2 separate regions of the Macaca mulatta genome follow, and region 2 is linked to region 1. The links are chromatin contacts, called in public Hi-C maps. All regions are on one chromosome and are shown on one strand. The core of a region is the stretch at or near the end of the contact, and the rest is flanking DNA. Distances in the headings are between cores, read along the strand shown. Region 1 has its middle 55 kb from the start of TP53RK. Region 2 has its middle 48 kb from the start of ZMYND8.

The links. Hi-C and Micro-C count contacts between places; a contact is called where the count stands out from the background.
Region 2: a contact with region 1 is called in a Hi-C map of fetal cortex germinal zone, with 6 times the contacts expected there. The contact joins two enhancer-like sites. A contact is called at or near these places in 2 of 14 Hi-C or Micro-C datasets (fetal cortex germinal zone and fetal cortical plate).

Annotation. Positions count from the first base shown.
Region 1 is chr10:99,547,794-99,551,328 of T2T-MMU8v2.0, forward strand. No RefSeq gene overlaps it. Among named protein-coding and RNA genes, the nearest start is that of TP53RK, 55 kb to the left of the region's middle. Within about 2 kb of position 1,503, at least 2 of the 40 cell types and tissues checked have an H3K27ac peak or open chromatin away from gene starts, as enhancers often do. A contact at or near this core is called in fetal cortex germinal zone, where this site is marked.
Region 2 is chr10:100,208,688-100,212,221 of T2T-MMU8v2.0, forward strand. No RefSeq gene overlaps it. Among named protein-coding and RNA genes, the nearest start is that of ZMYND8, 48 kb to the left of the region's middle. Within about 2 kb of position 1,379, at least 1 of the 40 cell types and tissues checked has an H3K27ac peak or open chromatin away from gene starts, as enhancers often do. A contact at or near this core is called in fetal cortex germinal zone, where this site is marked.

The sequences.
Region 1 (3,535 bases), core at 253-2,752:
GACCTCATGATCTGCATGCCTCGGCCTCCCAAAGTGCTGGGATTACAGGCGTGAGCCACCGCGCCCGGCCAGCACTACACACTTCTAAACAATCAGCTCTGATGAGAACTCACTCACTATCACGAGAACAGCAAAGGGGAAATCCGCCCCCATGATCCGATCACCTCCCACCAGTCCCTCCTTCAACACCGGGGATTACAATTTGACATGAGATTTGGGTGGGGACACAAATCCAAACCATCTAAAAACCAGTCCTCTCTTTCAGCTTCTCCAACCTCCTTGAGCACTGGGCTAGGGATCACAAACCAATTTTTTTACCATTGCTTTTTGCAGTTCCTGCAGAGGTGGAGGGAAGGGTGCTTGCTACCCATTGGGTTACTCCTGGCGTTTGGAGCTTCAGCCAAATGGAAGACAGAAAGAGTCCCATCCTCACACCACGGCTCTCATTCATCCCTTCAACAGGTGCCTGGATCCTCCGGTTCCACTTCTCAGGGCGTTCTGCCTTGCAGCTCTGGCAGCTGTTGTCTCCAGCCCGCATCAACTCAAATATGGAAAACATCCACATTTTCTTTTAATTTTCTTGCCTCTTTCTAACAGTATCACTCATACAAGGCAGAGAGTCCCATAGACTTTCTGTGAGGGATGGAGTCACAGAAGCGGGCATCTGTTGCTTGGACACCATCCACTTCCATTCGCCCCTAAGGTGATAGCTCTTACGGATCTTCTCCTCAGGACCCCGCCCATCTCCTAGTTAGCCAATAAGAGCACCCCATCCCCACTATCCCAGCAACAATGATTGGTTCAGGAATGAGGGCGTGGCCAAAGCTAAGCCAATCAAAGCCAGTGATACTGGATCCTGGGACTCATTTTCAAATCTCGTAAGAAAAACCATTGGTACCGGATTGCTGAGAGAATAGGATATAAGGCCTGAACTCATGTCTGCGCTCATGCTACCAGCAAAGAGAACCTTGAAATCAAGTGTCCTGTATCCAGTACGTGCTTAGTAGTAGTTTATCGAGTGAAGGAAATAATGGGGAAAACATCTGCCAATGCAAGTAGTGCCAGTGCAATGACTCAAAGTGGTACTAAGTGCCCCCTGGAGAGGGCTGCATACACATGCAATTCCAAATCTAAGAATGTATCCCACAGATTCATTTGCACATGGAGCTATATCAGTGTTATGGTGAAAGGTTGGGCAGGTTGTGCACTGCCCAACATTAGTGTGCACCATTCACCCTCAGGCAGGACAGAGTGGGAGGAGATAACTTCGCTGTAAACCTTTGTGCCCTGTGTGAAGTTTTTTTTTTTTTTTTTTTACCATGGTCATATAAAGTTTCTTCAGAAGAAAAATTTTATATCAAAGCCGAAACTGTGCATTTACATTTCTTTATACATTGCTTGGCACATCAGCGCTCAGTATGTATCAGCAGCCATCGTTGTTATTTTTAAAGCTGTTTTGAAAACCTTACAATGTTATTACACCATGGAGACACACGAGGGCGCGCTAGGCATCTATTTAAAAAGCGTTTTCACAGCTGTTCTTGGAGGCTGTAATTTTGAGTGTGTACAGGAGATGGGTGGAAAAGTCTTGGGGGTCCCCTGTGGGTGACAAGGGCAAGTCTTAATTCCAACTTGGTCCAGTCTGCCAGCCTTGTCAGTGAAATACCAGGACTCCCTTCCTGAGCGCTCCATAGTGGAATCAGGGTGACAGTCCACTCTTTGTAGGTCCTTAGAGGAGAGAGCTGGCGCAGCGGGAGGACTGGCTCAGGGAGTCCCGGCTGCACCCGGACCTGTGTTCTCATCTGTGCAGCAGAAATAATCAAACCCACCTGCAGGGCTGTGGTGAGATTAAGCAGGGTCTCTCAGAGATCAAAAGAAGCCCGAACTACGTTCTACAGTGAAGAACTGAAAAGAGGAGAGGGAGAGACAAGGCAAAGAAAGCCTAAAACAATCACCAAAATTGAAGTCACTCTCACAAAGTTAAATTTTACAACTCACCCCTCTGCCTCATATACACGGCAACCTAACAGTGCCAGGCAGAGATGGTGGGATTCATGTTAAAACAGTAACTTACATGGTCTGATAGAAGGACCCAAGCTTGGCAGGGCATGGGGGCTCACGCCTGTATTCCCAGCACTTTGGGAGGCTGAGGTGGGTGGATCACGAGGTCAGGAGTTTGAGACCAGCCTGACCAATATGCTGAAACCCCGTCTCTAAAAATACACAAATCAGCCGGGCTTGACGGCGCGCACTTGTAGTCCCAGCTATTCAGGAGGCTGAGGCAGGAGAATGGTGTGAACCCGGGAGGCGGAAGCTGCAGTGAGCGGAGATAGCACCCATTGCACTCCAGCCTGGGCCACAGAGCGAGACTCCATCTCAAACAAAAAAAAAAAAAAAAAAAGAAGGACCCAAGCTTAGTAATTTCTTTCTTACTGCTTCTGCTATCAGTTCTGGCGGTGCTTTTGCATGACTTGGGTATAAGTTTATTCAATAAGGTTCTACGTATACACATAAGATAATACACAAAAGCATATGCGGAGGACTGCGGCAGACAGATTGCTGGTCTACTGGAAAGCCAGCTTCCCTCCTTGGCTAAGAAAATGCCCAGTTTGTTCCATGCAAGTCGGATGACAATGTGCTCAATGGAGAGATGCTTCAGCCCAGCCCCAGGGCATCCATTATGACTGGGCTAAGTCATTCCTTTCCCCCCAGCAATTGGTTTAGAGGCAGGCACATGACCTGGTTCTGGCCACGGAGACACAAGTGGATGTTTCCTGGGAGCTTCTGAAACAGAGTTTTTTTGTGTGTGATAAGATAGAGATACTTGAGAAACTTCTCTCCTGTTTATCTTATCTTTGGATGTTGTCAGAACGTCTGGAGCTGCAGCAGCCATCTTGTGAGCACAAGGGAAAGACCAAAGGAATTGTAGAGACCCTCGTATTTGTCTCTGACATAATTGAGTTGCCAAATTAGCCAGCCCAATTAGTGGCTAATTCCAATAATCCTGGAATTATCAAATTCAGGATTCCTTCCTTCCTTCCTTCCTTCCTTCCTTCCTTCCTTCCTTCCTTCCTTCCTTCCTTCCTTCCTTTCTCTCTCTCTCTCTCTCTCTCTCTCTCTCTTTCTTTCTTTCTTTCTTTCTTTCTTTCTTTCTTTCTTTCTTTCTTTCTTTCTTTCTTTCTTTCTTTCTTTCTCTTTCTTTCTGAGATAGAGTCTCGCTCTGTCACCCAGGCTAGAGTGTAGTGGTGTAATCTCGGCTCACTGCAGCCTCTGCCTCCCTGGCCCAAGTGATTCTCCTGCTCAGCCTACTTAGTAGCTGGGATTACACTGGGATTACAGGCACCCACCACCATGCCCAGTTAATTTTTGTATTTTTAGTAGAGATGGGGTTTCACCATGTTGGCCAGGTGGTCTCGAGCTCCTGACCTCCAGTGATTCACTTGCCTCCCAAAGTGCTGGTTTTACAAATGTGAGCCACGGCACCCAGCCCAAATTCAGGACTTCTTATTATATGACATACTTTCTAGGAAACTTG
Region 2 (3,534 bases), core at 129-2,628, 660 kb after region 1:
AAGCAGTTAGGAACTTTTTGGGCTTTGGGCTTTAAATAGCAGAAACTATGATTTAGAATGGCTTACATGGCCAGGCACAGTGGCTCATGCCTGTAATCCCAGCACTTTGGGAAGCTGAGGTAGGAGAACTGCTTGAGCCCAGGAATTTGAGATGAGCCTGGGCAACATGGCAAGACTACACTCTACAAAAAATAAATTAGCTGGGTGTGGTGGTGCATGCCTGCAGTCTTAGCTAATCGAGAGGCTGAGTGGGAAGGATCACTTGAGCCCAGGAGGTCGAGGCTACAGTGAGCCATGTTCACACCACTGCATTCCAGCCTGAGTAACACAATTCAAGCCCAACACAGGACATTTTTGACAGGCTAGCGTCCTTTGCATCTGTGATTCACTTTTGTCTCATAAAAACAAAAACAAAAACAAAACAAACAAAAAACAGAAGAAAGGAGAAAAAGAGTGGCTTACATTTTTCCCCCCCAAAATCTGGAGGTAAGTATCTGCTGTTGCTGGCGGAACAATACCAGTACTGGCTACTCTGTGATCATCTTGGCTTTCTCTCTTGGTAAACAAGATGGCTGCTGCAGCTCCAGGCATCACGTGAGTATTCAAAGCAGGAAGAGGCAGGAAAAGGGCTGGAGCCAGTTGTGTCTCTCCCTTTTTTCAGGAAAGCAAACATTTCTTGGAAATCCAACAGCATAGTTGGCAACTGCAGTTGCAAAGGAACCTGGGAGAACAAATGTGAAGCTTTCCAGCTTCTAAAATAGGAAGAAGAATGGCCGGGCATGGTGGCTCACGCCTGTAATCCCAGCACTTTGGGAGGCTGAGGCAGGCTGATTACCTGAGGTCAGGAGTTTGAGACCAGCCTGGCCAACATGGTGAAACCCCGTCTCTACTAAAAATACAAAATTAGCCAGGCGTGGTGGTGCATGCCTGTAATCCCAGTTACTCGGGAAGTTGAGGCAGGAGAATCACTTGAACCCGGGAGGTGGAGGTTGCAGTGAGCTGAGATCATGCCATTGCACTCCAGCCTGGGCAACAAGAACGAAACTTCGTCTCAAAAAATAAATAAAATAAATAAAATAGGAAGAAGAAAAGAGTCACAGGTTAGGGATGGTAGTTGGCTTAGCTAGGAGGGTGTATCTGTCACAAGAAAGATCATAGAAGCCACAGTGTTCTAGAATATTGAAATCTCTTGTCCTCCTTTCAGTTCTTGCCCCTGAATGACAGACACCGCCAGAACTCATTTCAGGTCTATATGCATCCACAAGCGACTTAATAGTAATTCACTATGTGAGTTATTAAGGGTTATTAAAATGCAGCATTCGTGAACTAAAATTAGCCAATTTATCCATGCCTGTATTCTGCCAAGTCCTTCTGGCTGCCACTCAATGCTTAATGACCTTGCCTTTGCACGAATAGCTGAATCGGGTATGGGGTTTCCTTTTGAGGTGCTAAAAATGTTTTAGAACTAGATAGAGGTGGTGGTTACACAGCATTGTGAATGTGGTAAATACCACTTTGGTTAATTTTTCCTTATGTGAACTTCACCTTAATTTAAATGAAGGAGAAGGAAAAGGAAGAGGGAGAGGGACAGGAGACGCAGAAGGCAGAGGAAGGGAAGGAGAGAAAGAAAATCAAAGAACCGTAACAGTTATTGCTGGTGGCCATATGGAAAAAAACCCCATGCCGGGCGCGGTGGCTCACGCCTGTAATCCCAGCACTTTGGGAGGCCGAGGCGGGCGGATCACAAGGTCAGGAGATCGAGACCACGGTGAAACCCCGTCTCTACTAAAAATACAAAAAATTAGCCGGGCGCGGTGGCGGGCGCCTGTAGTCCCAGCTACTCAGGAGGCTGAGGCAGGAGAATGGCGTGAACCCGGGAGGCGGAGCTTGCAGTGAGCCGAGATTGCGCCACTGCACTCCAGCCTGGGCGACAGAGCGAGACTCTGTCTCAAAAAAAAAAAAAAAAAAAAAAAAACAAAAACCCCTAATACTTTTTTTTTTGTGGATGGAGTTTTGCTCTTGTCGCCCAAGCTGGAGTGCAATAGCGCCATCTCTGTTCATTGCAACCTCCATCTCCCGCGTTCAAGCGATTCTCCTGCCTCAGTTTCCCAAGTAGCTGGGATTACAGGCGCCCACCACCATGCCCAGCTAATGTTTTGTATTTTTACTAGAGGTGAGGTTTCACCATGTTGGCCAGGCTGGTCTCGAACTCCTGACCTCAGGCGAGCCATTCACCTCAGCCTCCCAAAGTGGTGGAATTACAGGTGTGAGCTACTGCGCCTGCCTCCACATTATTGTGGGTTTTTTTTTTTTTTTTTTTTTTTTTTTGAGACGGAGTCTCGCTCTGTCGCTCAGGCTGGAGTACAGTGGCCGGATCTCAGCTCACTGCAAGCTCCGCCTCCCGGGTTCACGCCATTCTCCTGCCTCAGCCTCCGGAATAGCTGGGACTACAGGCGCCCGCCACCTCGCCTGGCTAGTTTTTTGTATTTTTTAGTAGAGACGGGGTTTCACCGTGTTAGCCAGGATGGTCTCGATCTCCTGACCTCGTGATCCACCCGTCTCGCCCTCCCAAAGTGCTGGGATTACAGGCTTGAGCCACCGCGCCCAGCTTTTTTTTTTTTTTTTTTTGAGACATTGTTTTGCTCTTGTTGCCCAGGCTGGAGTGCAATGTTGCCATCTCGGCTCACTGTAACCTCTGCCTTCCAGGTTCAAGAGATTCTCCTGCCTCAGCCTCCTGAGTAGCTGGGATTACAGGCATGTGTCACCGCACGCGGCTAATTTTTTGTATTTTCAGTACGGAGTGGGCTTCAACATGTTGGCCAGGCTGGTCTCAAACTCCTGACCTCATGTGATCCACCCGCCTTGGCCTCCTAAAGTGCTGGGATTACAGGCGTGGGCCACCGCCCCCGGCAACCCTAATACATTATTGTTACAGCCTTTGGGCAAGGCCTTTTAACATTTCCATGGGGTAAGTTCCACTCTTGGGAACTAATGTGTAAGAATATGTGTGCAAGAAGATTTGTGCAATATTGCTCATCTTGGCAAAAATGGCAAACAAAGTAAATATCCATCCATACAGAGTTTCTGAAGAGATCACGGTATAGCCACGTCACAGAATATTGCACAGCCACTGAAATGCTCTTTGCCAGGTGGCCTGGAGGGATGTCAATGTGATGTGTTAAATGAGAAAAGCAGGATACAGAAAAATGAGTATAACATGAAGCTATTTATATAAACCCCCGTGTATTCAATTCATATATATGTATGTTTGCATGTCTATATTTACATATACAGGTATGTGTATCCAAATATGTATGTATATGTGTACTTTTTTTTTTTTTTTGAGACTGAGTCTCGCTCTGTTGCCCTGGCTGGAGTGTAGTGGCGCGATCTTGGCTCACTGCAAGCTCAGCCTCCTAAGTAGCTGGGACTACAGGCGCCCACCACCATGCCCAGCTAATTTTTTGTATTTTTAGTAGAGGTGGGTTGTTTTTTTTTTTTTTTTTTTTTTTTTTTTTTTTTTTTTTTTTTTTG